2 separate regions of the Capsicum annuum genome follow, and region 1 is linked to region 2. A link is a contact called in public Hi-C data. All regions are on one chromosome and are shown on one strand. Each heading gives the region's core, a stretch centred on a gene start, on an enhancer-like site or on the middle of the called end of the contact. The rest is flanking DNA. Distances are from core to core; before and after follow the strand shown.

Region 1 (6,650 bases), core at 195-2,694, 170 kb after region 2:
TCCAAAAGATAAATTCTCTCTTTCCAAGACTGAAGCTTATTATTTACCTTTTAGATCAGCTCTGAAAAATTTATTTTCCTCTTTATTGCATGACCGGTCTTCCACTTCCTGAGTGATAGCATTTGTTGTTTTATCATGGATATTAAAAGAACTTTTTTATTTATTAATCTTCTGCCCTGACTATTGTTCATATTCCTCCAATGTACCCATCACCAATTGCAAAGATATCTTATCGGCTGACACAAATAAAATAGTGTCATTTGCATAAGCTAGATGGTTAATTTTGTCACTTCATTTTGGCTTTCCAAAGCCCTTGAGGTCCTTCTTATTAAATAAAGAGTTCAATGCTCTAGCAATCACTTCTGCAAATAAGATAAACAGTATAGGGGATAAAGAATCTTCTAGTTTCATACCTCTTATAGAATGAAAGAAACCATAGAATTGAACATTTATAAAAGTTAAATACTAGTTATTAACCACCAGCCTCCAGATCATATCTACTACTTTGTGATCAAAACCCATTTTTCCAGCAATCCACTATATCGTATTTTTTTAGCCATGTCAAGTTTTATCACTACATTAGCATAATTGGCCCTGTTTCTAATGTCAGTAATGATTTCTTGATACCAAAGGACATTTTGAGTGAAGTTTCTTCCTTTTACAAAACCAGATTGGTTTTATTAAAATCGGCATAGGAAGATGTGTCTCAAGTCTATTATGAAGCTCTATAGATATCACCTTGATAAGAAAATTACTTGAAATAATCGGTCTCATATTTGTCAAACACTGAACAATGTATTTTTTAGGCAACAAGACTAATATCTTTAAAATTCAAGCTATAATATTAGAATCATTCTTCAAGCATATATACAATCAGAAATAGTAATTTGGTAGTATGATGAGTGATTTAGACATGAATTAAGGCCACAAATAGTTCCTAGCTCATGGCCAAGTTGAAAACTTCCTTACTGATTGACTTTTTGTGTAGGATCTCTCTATAGTCAACTTCAAATGAGTTTTACTTATAGAATATTAGAAATTCTGAATCTCAAGATCCACCAAAAAAATCTCCTTGAATCTTCTTTCCAACACATCTAATTTTATCTTAACCCGATATCGGAGTAAAAGGTTATGACCATTTTAGTAAAGTACTATCAGGTTGTCCAAACATACAAGCTGTCATACGAACCATGTGACTGGGACCCGATCCATATGTGGTCCAACACACGAATCCTGGTGCAATTTTTCAACAACTTTTTTTTATGTTTACTAAAGGTTTTTTTGGTCATTTTTCAAGATTTTTAGCCCAATATCAAGTCATTTTAGGATATTTTGAGGCATGATATCCTATTATTATTCTGTTTTCTCCCTCATAACAATGACCAAGCTCCCAAACTCTGCCAAAATTCTCTCAAGGCAATAACATTTGATTTTCTCCTCAAGCTCAAGAAAAGTCAAGTTTCCACCAAGTTCTTCGATCAAAAAGCTTCATAATCAGGTATGCATATATTCAATAAGGGATTCCTTTCACCTTTATGTCCAAAGCTAGTTTTAAAATATGATTTTTTGCAATGATTTCTATGAACTCGTGATCTAGAGTTAATACCCAATTATTCTAAATTCTTGAAATTTTATTCACTCACGTTATTTTATTATTATGGTTCCCATTCAAAATGATTATGCATGATTCATGGATTTAACTCAATTATTTTAATACGTGAAGAATTACGCATTTTTAATAGATTTCAACCTCATTTAGAATGAACTATGCATGTGGATTTCAGTCTATATTAGTTGACATGCCATTTTTTTCATGAAATTTATTATCTTTACAGACTTTTCATTTTAAGAATCCTTAGTATATTGATATTCAGTATTTTGGACTTGTGCTATAAAATTTTTCTTTTTTCTTCCAATTAATAAATTGTCATTATTAGTTGCATTCTTCAGAGAAAGTGGGTTATGAACACATGATGACTTAGGATATCATGTATTGTCAGTTGAATACTCAGTCCTTCAATTTTCATGATTTAGAATGCTTTTAGATAAAGCGCTAATACTTAAGTCTCAGTACTTCAGTATTATGGAGTTATTCATTATATCAACTTATATTCAGTTGGAAGTAGTACTTAGTACCGAGCGAATGAATGGATGAAGGAGCGAATGAATGGATGAAGGCTCACCCGTCAGTTAAGCTGAGACCTTTAGTAAATGTCCCTAAGTCCTAGAACTATGGTGCTAACGTAGGTTATAAGAGGTTATCAATCAGACCAGACTTGACATCTTAGTTCTTTTGGACATCAGTTTAGTGGTACCATATCAAATCAACCTTTATACTCTGACAAGGTATATTGGATCCTTTTTTATGAGGATTATACGTCGAACTCCATGTTTAGCTCACATGGTTATATGTCGGTTAACAGTAACTCTCATGGTTCAAACTCAATTATTGCATGATCTTGTATTCAGTTTATTCAGTACAGTATTGCATACATGTTTATTGACTTGGTCATTGCATCAATTCATATCCCACAGTTTCAGACTAGTATTTGTACATGACCCTCAATTCAACTTTCCTTGCTTTTAACTATGACTTTTCAGCTTATCATTGCATATTAGTATTTGTGTATTTCATATAGGGTCATTGTACTTCAGTTCAGCTTCTTTGCATTCAGTTAGCATTCAGTACAACTTTATAACATGTTCAACACCAGTTTTAAATCATATAAAATATTTATGCTTCTACATCTTTTCAATTTTGAGAAATATTTTAGCTAATGATTCAGAGATTTTACTATTTACTATGCCTCGCAGGTTTTACATATAAACATATTTTAAGTACTTATTTTAGTAAATGGTTTATATCCTCAATTTAAAGCAAGTTTTAGTGTTTTCATGACTAGTGGATATCTCACATATTCAGTACATTCAAAAATACTTATTGCATACTTCTTTTGTCTATATTTTTTATGTGATGTAGATTCAGGTGCTTACTATCAGGATCCTAGTAAGGCAAATCACAGCATCCAGCCAGCAGGTGATAAGTTCTCTTATTTTTAGGACTCAAGTCAGTTGTAGATCCATTATTTCATTTGTATTCATATGTATTGATTAGGGATAGTTGGGGGGCTACGTCTCGGCTTCTTATAGTCGGTATTAATAGAGGCTTCATAGATAATTTGCTAGATTTGTCGTATTAATTTTTTTTTAGATCATAGAGGTTGTAAATAAACTTTCTAATAGTAGATGTATTAATCAAGTTTATTCCATGATTATACTTTCACTCAGTCAATTTAGCCCTTATTTATGTTTTAGTCAATTGCTCATGTATTATGTCAGTACTACGGTTTAGTATGTGATCTCTTATAGTTCTAAGCACCATGTTATGATTAAGGGTAGTCTCGAGTCATGAAAAACATGGTATCAGAGCTAGAGTTAAAGTTTCTTAGGATGTCTGTGAAGTTATAATAAGATCTCAAGATTACAAGATAGTCCTCAAATTAAAAGAAGTTTTGAATGATGTAAACTTATCCCCAAAGGGCCTCTCTTAGTCTCTCCAGCATATATCTACTAAAAAGGGACTAAAGGGTATTTATAGATTATGAGAAATCCTAGAAATTAAATCCTAAATAAAATAGGAAAACTCTACTAAACATACATAATAAGGACTAAAAACATCATAGGAGTGTATGTAGGTTACATGGAAACCCTAGAAAATAATTTCAAAATGATCCAGAAAAATTAGGTGTCCTTAGTAAGTGACAGAGTTCTATTTCCTGCTTATAAGCCCCTGGCCTTCAAGTTCTGACACCTACTTAGATCACCTACGCCCTTTAAGTGGCACATACAGAAACACCTTAGGTTTCGATCCTTGGAAATTTCCTGAGTTTTGAATTCACTGTCCTTGTAACGACTCACTATACGAGTTGTATGGTGTGGGTACAGGTCTAGGGACCCTAGGTGTATGTTGGTTAGTGTGTTGCTGACTAAGCTCTATCCTTAGTATAGTAGACTCAATACGAGTTGTATGCTGATGTAACAAGAGGGTTGAGTCCAATCTCATCTAGTCCAGTATCTAGCCCTTGATGTTCTGTTTAGGGTACGAGTAGATGGTACTAGTCGTATGATATGGTGACGGGTTGGGCATGTGAGTCATATGTTGGACCGAATATGATGTCTAAATTTCTGACCTAGTGATGACTTGAGGGTACCACTCATATGTTGTGGTGACGAGTTGGAGCGTCTACTCGTACCCATCTGCGAGTTTTCTACTGTTTTAAGTGGGGATATTCTTGACATTTCCCCTCTTAACTCCTTTTAAACCCACGACGTAAAACATGTTAGTGGCTATATTAACCTATTATTCTCATTCAAACACTCTTAAAATCTCTCTCAAGCTCTTGGTTCAAGAAAAGGCTAGGATTTCTATAAGGCAATCAAATAGGGGATTTCAAGAGTGAATCCCTCAGTTTTCCTTAGCGTCTAAGGCATGTTAATCCTCCCTCATTGCTATTTCAACTAAAAGTATGTTTTTAACAATTGTTTTTCATGGTATTATTATGGTATTATTTTTGTTTTGAAATAGATGTTGGGGTTTTGGTTGTTTATGGTTGGATAATGTTTTCCTATGTATTACTTATGGTTTTTCATGTTATAATTATGGTTGAACATGTGGTTGTATGGGAATGGTAAATTAATACTTGGTTTTGGTTTTGAAAATTATATGTTTTCAATACATTTGTTAAAATGCCAATGAGAATGATTTTGTCACATAGTTTGACTATTCTTAAAATCTTTACATTGCATGAAAAGTAATGGAACTTAAATTGGTTTGGTTGGTTTTAAATGGTTTGGAAAGGACTTAATGGCCAGGGTTTTGGTTAAATTGGAAACTTTAAAGTCAACATGGTTTAATGGCTTTGGTATGGCATAAAAGGATAGACTTGTAAGCTCTAATTTTGGTATGACGATACCAATAGTTAATGCCTAATTAAAAGACTCCTTGTTAAATGGTTGGAATGTGTAAATGGTTTTAATATGGGCTTAAAGGGGGTTATGTTAGCAAAGCCATGGAAGGTGGAGGTCCCGGGGGGGCTAATACTAGAAACTCATGTTTGCCGATGTGAGGTTTGATCATGATGGCCATGTGCATGATCTCACCCTTATATTTTGGGATATGTACTAGTCATATCATGTTTTATTCTTTGGTTCATGCGTCTAACAAGATCGGGGCCCTTTCAGTAGGGGGAGCTGAACCTACATAACCCATGGGTTATTTTAGGACGACAAAGCTACACAATCCAGGTAAAATGTTTTAAATGCATGCTAAACTTGGTTCCCTTTCCTGTCATGATATATATATATGTGTGTATATATGTATGCATATGATTCCATAGGGTTATTTACTTTGGTTTTGAATAATGGCATTATTTTAATCTTATTCCTAAAGACATGCTAGCATTCACTCTGCTAACCATCTTTGGGTGCTATATCCCTATGTGATGCAACAATCGGCCATATTACCATCCCTCATGCTCAGTGACTTGGATACGGGGACAACTTTGTGCTAGATTGAAGTGGTGAGCTTTACTCAGGAAGGCTTCATTTTATACTAGGGACTTCTTTTATTTTTGTTATTTCTTTGGTTTGGTTTTGGATATGGTCGGGAGCATGTCCCGATCAAATGTTATTGATTATGGATAAAGGCTTTGTCAGATATGGCATGGGCGGTGTCGGTATTGGCGTCAGCCTTGGTATTGGTTTTGGCATTAGGGTTGACACCGGTTGGACATTTGATCAAAATTTTGGTTGGTTATAGTTATGGACTTCATTAAATGTCTTTGAATTATTGTTGATTTATCTTGTAATATGTTCAAAATTCATCCGACATAGGATACATGGCGGTTATGGTTGGGTGTTGGGGAAGGTCTCCGATCCTTGTCAAACTTGAGATGCCTGACACGACTAGTCCATGGTTTGGGTCGTGTCAGATTGGTATCAGATTCCTAAGTTCATGGTCAAATGGGGTTTCTAACAAAGTCGTGTCGAGTAGAGTCTCTTTTAAGGGTATGTAGCTTGCCACCCTCAAAGGGAGAGACTATAAGGCATTTAGGAATATTTTCTTTCTTATGTTCTATTTTCAAGATGTAGAGTCTAAGGTATTGAAATCTTCTTTAATTCTCATTTGTTCGCTTTTCAGATCATACCTCCTCGAATAACTGAAGCTCACAAAAACTCCTCTGTCTCACTCGAGGACAATGTTAATGGGACCCTTCCTACTTATGAGGTCCAGTTTATGATTATCCTCTTGGAGCTCCACCAGTTCCCTCTAGCCCTTCTTGAGCTCCTCAGGCTGATGTGACGAATGCTGAGTTTTGTCAGTCTATCCATATGTTGGCATAATTAGAAGCCTCTCAGGCCAATCATGGTGCTTCTATTACTCCATCTTCTGAGGCCACAATGGTTGGCCAGTTTATAAGTTTGAACCCTCATGTGTTCGCTGATGTTAAGGTTGAGGAAGATCCTCAAGCTTTTGTGGATGCTATCGAAAAAATCTTCTGTGTTATGCATTCTACCAATGTGAAGGGTGTGGAATTTGTTGCCTATCAATTGAAAGATATAGCATACCAATGGTATAAGGAATAGGAACA
Region 2 (6,851 bases), core at 1,328-3,827:
TGCAAATTCTTTTAACTTCAGTCTCCTCCTCTTGGCTGGTTTCAGGAATGATGTCATATCATGCTTCAAATGCAATATAATAGTCAAACCAAAAACTGGAGTCACCTTTTTAATCTGCCGCTATATTTGATGTTCTATTAGTTTATTGACCATCTTTCCTCGAATGATAGTTCCTTTGCATTGAGCAGTAACTGGATATTACTTGTTTCAAGATTTAGTTCTTATAGAAGAGCTCCATAAAGTTTTTGTTGCAGAACTCTGCCATAAACTACAGAAGAGTGCACTAGAAATATCAAAGAATGATCTGAAACCTACGTTACCTCCTTTAGGCAGACATACTGTCCCACCAGTATTGTCTTTTACTATCAGTATTGTTTTCCAGAAAAATCTAGCAGACATTTTTTGTAGATGTCTCAGTACCCCATAGGAGAAGATAATGCAGATAGGAAGTGAATTGGAATGCCCGGCAATACATGAATAATTAACACTGTCTTCTCCAAATGGCAACATTTTTCCTTACTAATATCTTTTCCCATCTTTCTTAATTACCAAGTCTTATTTGGAAATCCTATTTCTCCCATAGAACATAGAGCATCCTGAATATAAGAATGGAAAGGAACCTGACTTTGTTTTGGTTACCCTCTTGATTTTTCCTACTATCCTAGGTGATACTTTCTGTTTCTAATGAACAATCTAACATAAAACACTTATTCAAGTTGATTAGCTGACCAGAGATGTTTACATAGCCTTTCAGCAACTTCATCATCATCTTCGTTGAGTTTTTTTTCAACAGATACCACGTGAATTTTATCATATGCATATGATAGGTGGTTGGCATTTCAGAATCCGTAAATTTCTCATTCTCCATCAGAGAATTCAGACCTCTAGTTAAAGCTTCTGTAGCTATAATAAAAAAGGCTCAAAGCTTCTGTAGCTATAATAAAAAAGGCTCAAGCTAGTGGATCTTCCCGCTTGACCCTTCTTTATGATTTGAAAAACTCATATGATTATCCATTCAACAATACTGAATACCTGTGAATCCAAACTTCCTGAGCAGTTGTGTTAGAAACAGCCCAGATAGTCTATCATATGCCTTGGTCATATCTAACTTCACTACCACATTGGTTGTCTTGATCCTCATCTTTATGCCCCTTATAATCATCTATGTTAAGAGAACTTTTTCAACTATGCTTCTTCCTTTTGAAAAGCCTGCCTGGTTAGCTGAGATTATGGTAGGCTACTTCTTATTCATTCTGTCATGTAGATCTGGTGAATCTATCCTTGTTCCTGAGGATGAACTCACCGTTGAAACATCTCCTCCTTCTGTCCCAACCAGGACTCCTCACACTAGAAATCGGATACGTCAAGAGGACGCCCCTCTTCAGGAGGCTATTAAGGCTAGCAAGAAGACAAGGTCTTCCCCTGTTCCCCCTCCTTCAAAGGCAAGTCCTTCTGATGATGACTTTCTTATTAGCAAAATTCATCGCTCTAAAGTGATAAAGCGTTCTATCCCTAAGCCTTCCTCCCTTCATCCATCTTGGACACCTCCCTCATCAAATTGCTCATCCAAGATAAAACTCCCTACCACTAGGTCCACATCCTCCTCCAAGTCCACGTTAACTCCAAATCTTGTTCATCGAAACAAGTTGCTCAACTTGGTTCATCCAGGCATTCAAACTCTAAATCTATAGAAGATAATACCGCTGTGCAAGTTGACACTTTTGGTGTCACTAATCTCAAGCTACGACACATCTTCCACTTTCAAAAAAGGGACGTTATTCGAGGAAGAGTTGTGACTGGTTTTGGTGTCCCTGAAATGGATAATTTTCTAGCTAAGTTGGAGTTCTAAGGATGGTCTGATATTTTCCTTCAAGGAAATATTCATAGAAAATTTGGGAGGCCTGAAGTCACTGAGTTCTATAAAATGGATCTAAGAATGGGTCATTGTTTTCTACCAACGTGCGAGGTGTTTCTATACACCTGGGAGATGTTTGTAGGATACTTAATGTTCCCACTGGAGGATGGGATCACTATGTTAAGTTTGAGTGGCCTCCATTTGAAAACATGGCATCTGCTCTTGCCATCACAAAAAAGTTTTCCAATGACCCATATCTTACTTAGCACCGTAGAGTACTAAAGAAGGAGATGTCTTCTCTGCACCAGTCATACTTTGATGTGGTTCATAAGAATATTACTCCTAGAAAGGAGAGGCGTAAGTAGGCAAATTTTCTAAAATTAACAACCATGAAGCTTCTTGACACTCCAGTCAAGATTTATTTGCCTACTTTGATAATCAAGCGCATGCCTCGTGTGCTTATAAAGGATAAAAAGGGGCATGAACTTCCTTATGGGTTTTGGTTGGCCTAAATCTTTGAGGATTACTCTATTCCAGTCAAGTTTTGACCTTTGAAACAATAAAGGATGTTCTTGGTAAGTGAATCATGCTGCTCTACTTACTTCAATAAGAAAGGCTGATACTCCAGTACAAAAATTGAGGAATGCCGTAGAGTTGAAAAGACTGCTGAACTGGGGTTTTTTCAAGCCATTAATGAGAGGGAGAAAGAAGCCTTTCAATTTAGGATCCTGGCTCTGTAGGCTGACCTTGATCAAGAGAAGGTTGAGAATGCGGAAACTATTCGTAGATTGACTCAATTTTTCCACCTCCCCTACCTGCCTCTTCTATCCCACCATCCTAGTGCCCGTAGTTTCTTTTTTTCCCTAGTGCCCTTGTCGTATTAAGTTCTTAGTTATTTTGACCGATTAGTGTTAACTTAGGTCTTATGTACAATATATTCTGGAAGATTAATGATATGATCATCTTTTGCTCTAATGACTGGTGTTCTTGCTCTTTTTAATACATTACTATGTTGCATGGTGTCTTTGTCTAGTTGTCTTGGTGATAGTCTTAGTGACTATAAATAACCTAATAATTCCCTTTGGCTAATATGTTATACTATTGAAAATAGTTTTTCGATGATGCCAAAAGGGGAAGATAAGAGTTGTGCAATGTTTATAACCAATTGACTAACCTTCTTCATTCTAGTGTTTTGTAATTCAGTGCCAACATGTTAAAATGTTATAATGCACAAAGACAAGAGATTTGTCACCATCTAAAAGGGGGAACTTTTTTGTGTTGTACAAAGTTTTGATGATTGCCAAAACAACATGAAACACTTAAGACAAACAAGTTCATGGATACACTGATTCAAGGAGCTTAACTTGTAGCAAAAACACTAATGAATAAAAACAAGCGTGCAAAAATTAAGGAATGGATAGTGGTTACTTCTGATGAACTCAAGAAAATAAATCTGTGCTGAATTGAAGAGTTGGTTCTTGACTATATCACTAAAGAAGCAAAATGTTGAACTAAAGAAGGAGTTTCAGTCGATGTGGAACTCTAAGCAAAGAGAGTTCGGTGTAGTGAGGAGTTTCAATTGAAGAATAGCTCTACAAAGAGTTGTGCTTAAATAGAAGACTGGTTTAACAAAAAGTTCACACACTTAAAAAGCAGAAAGGCTATTGGCAAATTGACTTCTCAAGTGTAACTCAAATTCTAAAGAAATATATTGAAGAACCAGGTCCTACTGTAGAGTTTAGCCAAGAGTTTTAGCTTTGATGTATTAGTGTTAGGAAATAAGATTTCTCTAGAACTCCTAGGTAGCAGATATTTTTGTAGTAGAAAAGTCTTTTAGTTAAAATGAGTGGTGGTTAGTTAGCCACATATGTACTTATATTGTGTGAGATATTTTGATTATCTTGTGGTTTGTAATCTTCACACACTCTCTCTCTATAAATGAAGCTTATGTAATGAACTATCTAGAGCATTAAGAAGAGTACTTAACAAGTTTCAGCTTATTCTTCTTTCTCTGTAGTTTTTTTGGAAGCAATTTACAACTATATTTTGCTACTGTTTCAGCTTGTAGCCTTTTCAATTCTTCTTGCCTTTCTTATGACATAGTATTAGAGCCCTTTTCTTACGGGATGCGAATCTGATTTGTTGATTGACTCGTCTTATAACTGGTTCTTTTCTTAGATCTGTTTGCTGGAAAACATGGCACCAGAAAATCAACCAACGATGGGTCCTCCGATCTTTTCTGGTGAGAATTATCATATTTGGTCTATCAAAATGAAGGCTTATTTGAAGGCTCTCAACTTATGAGGTGTTGTTGAGAGAGGAGAATCTGCTGTCCAGCCATTGAGAGATAACACAACTCCCAATAAAATTAAAAAATATGATGAGTTGGTGACTGGATCTTCAAGAGCTCTCACTTGTATACATTCAAGTCTTATGGAAGTGATATTTACAGGGATTATGACTTGTGAAACAACCAAAGAAGCCTGGGATAAGTTAAAGGAGGAGTTTGAAGGTAGCAACAGATGAAATCTGTCAAGGTCTTAACCTTGAAGAGGGAATTTGAGCTCTTGAAGATGAAGGACTCGGATAGTGTAAAATAATACTCTTCAAAGCTGATTGATCTTGTGAACCAAATAAGGATACTTGGTGAAAACTTTTCAGATCAGAAAGTTATGGAGAAGATCATGGCCATCCTTCCGAACAAGTTCGAATTAAAATTCTCAGCTATTGAAGAGTCTTGTGACTTGACTACTCTTTCAATAGATGAGCTGATCTCTAAATTGTAAATTCAAGGGCAATGGGTAACTATGAGATGTGAAGGGATAGTTGAAGATGCCTTCAAGTAAGGCATAAATTCAAGCAACAAAAGGAAGCAAAAAAGTCTCTTTAGACCACTCTAGAGAGGTGAAATCTAGTGGATACCAAGGTGAATCATCGAAGAAATGAAAATTTCCACCTTGTGGTGTTTGTAAGAAGACAAACCACTTGGAGAAGAATTGTTGGCAGAATTCAAAGAGGTCTCCCATTCAATGTAGATACTGGAAGAAGTATGGGCATATTGAGAAGTATTGGCAGCAAAAGAAAACTCAAAGTGGTCAGTCTTCCCAACGAGTAAATTTTATGAAAGATTACTAAGTTGAAAAAACAGAGGAGGAGGTATTCATGGCTTCGCACACATCACATGTTGATCGATATAATTGGTATGTTGATAGTGCATATGCAAGGCACCTGGCGATTGATGAAAATCTATTTGTTAGCTTGGACAGGTCTGATAAAACCAAAGTGAAGCTTGGAAATAGTGCACTGGTGGAAGATCAAGGTAGAGGGTCGGGGAAATTTCCTCCAGATGAAGGTATAAAAATCATAAATGATGTTCTTTATGTGCCAAGTTTAACTCAAAACTGTTGAGTATTGCTCAGTTGCTTCATAATAATTATTCACTCAATTTTAAGGATAAAAGTTGTGTCATTTATGATTCTAAAGGATGTGAAGTAGCCAAAATTAGCATGATTGACAATTCCTTTTCAATTTTATGCTATTCTGGTGAAAGTTGCTCTTTCAATGTTGAAATGAGTGATACTTGGCTTTGGCACAAAAGGTTCGGTCATTACAACCTTAGTTTATTGATGTATATACACTCCAAGGGTATGGTGCTTGATATACCCAAAATTAACATGTGTCGAGATGTCTGTGAGTCATGTCAATTTGGTAAATTGTATAGACGATCCTTTTCTAAAGGAAGTCTTTGGAGGGAAAGGGAAAAGCTAGAGTTAGTTCATACAGATATATGTGGACCAATGAGGACAGATTCTTTGAGTGGAAATAAATACTTTATTCTCTTTATAGATGATCTAACTCGAATGACATCGGTCTATTTTTTAGTAGCAAAGCTCAGGCATTTTCTATTTTCAAAGAATTTAAGGCTATGGTAGAAATGGAGAATGGTTGTCGGTTGAAGTATATCAGGTCAGATAATGGAACTGAATATACTTCGCATTAGTTCAACAAGTATTGTAAAGATTTGGGTATTCAACAACAACTCACTATTAGATACACTCCAGAACAGTATAGGGTTTCTGAGAGGAAGAAAAGAACGGTGATGGAGATGGCAAGATACATATTGGCAGAATAAAAGATACCCAAATATTTTTAGGCTGAGGCAGTCAATACTGCTGTCTATTTGCTGAACAAATTACCAACTAAAACACTCCAAGACATGACGCTATTTGAAGCATGGAAGGGTGTAAAGCCGTCTGCGAGACACTTGAAAGTATTTGGTTTTGTGTGCTATGCCCATGTTCCAGATACTAAAAGAGGAAAATTGGACAAAAACACAGAACTTTGTATTTTTTGGGTTATAGCACAACTACAAAAGGGTACGAAGTGTATAATGTTAGCACCAAGAAGGTGTTTGCCAGTAGAGATTTTGTGGTGGACGAGTCTAGCCACTATGATTAGGATTGAGATATTATTGTAAAGAACCAAGAAGGGAGTACTTCAGTTGCATCTTTAAATCCACAGGAAAGTGATATTTCTTCTAGTCCTATTATTGGAAAGAACACAATTCAGATGTTGAATTAACTTCAGATTCTCTTGTTTTGAAGACCAGGTCTCTAGCTAAAGTTTATGAGCAATGGATTTTTGCTCTTGCGGAATCATCTTCTTTTGAAGAAGCAGCAAGTCATGAAGCTTGAATTTCCGCAATGGAGGAGGAGCTTGGCATGATTAATAAAAATGATACTTGGGAGCTGGTTGATAGGCCCGAACAAAAGAATATCATTAGTGTCAAATGGTTTTACACAACAAAATTCAATCCAGATGGCTCTATTTTTCAAGCATAAAGTCAGACTTGTAGTTAAAGGCTATTCCCAGCAGCCTGAAGTGGACTTTGGAGATATATTTGCTCCTATTGCGAGGCATGAAACAATAAGATTTCTAGTCGTTCTTGCAGCCAATACAAGTGGAAAATCTACCAGTTAGATGTCAAATCTGCATT

Evidence for each region. A called contact is a pair of places that touch in the nucleus more often than the background predicts.
Region 1: a Hi-C map of leaf shows a contact between it and region 2, with 2.1 times the contacts expected there. The contact joins two enhancer-like sites. A contact is called at or near these places in 2 of 5 Hi-C or Micro-C datasets (bud and leaf).

Annotation. Positions count from the first base shown.
Region 1 is chr12:56,655,822-56,662,471 of UCD10Xv1.1, forward strand. It overlaps LOC107850406 (a long non-coding RNA gene), which reads left to right. Exons shown (of 2, transcript XR_007048642.1): 2 at 2,981-3,269. Among protein-coding and RNA genes, the nearest start is that of LOC107850406, 6.5 kb to the left of the region's middle. Within about 2 kb of position 1,445, at least 2 of the 5 cell types and tissues checked have an H3K27ac peak or open chromatin away from gene starts, as enhancers often do. A contact at or near this core is called in leaf, where this site is marked.
Region 2 is chr12:56,485,039-56,491,889 of UCD10Xv1.1, forward strand. The region is part of intron 6 of LOC107850643 (protein CPR-5); the gene reads left to right. Among protein-coding and RNA genes, the nearest start is that of LOC107850643, 21 kb to the left of the region's middle. Within about 2 kb of position 2,578, at least 3 of the 5 cell types and tissues checked have an H3K27ac peak or open chromatin away from gene starts, as enhancers often do. A contact at or near this core is called in leaf, where this site is marked.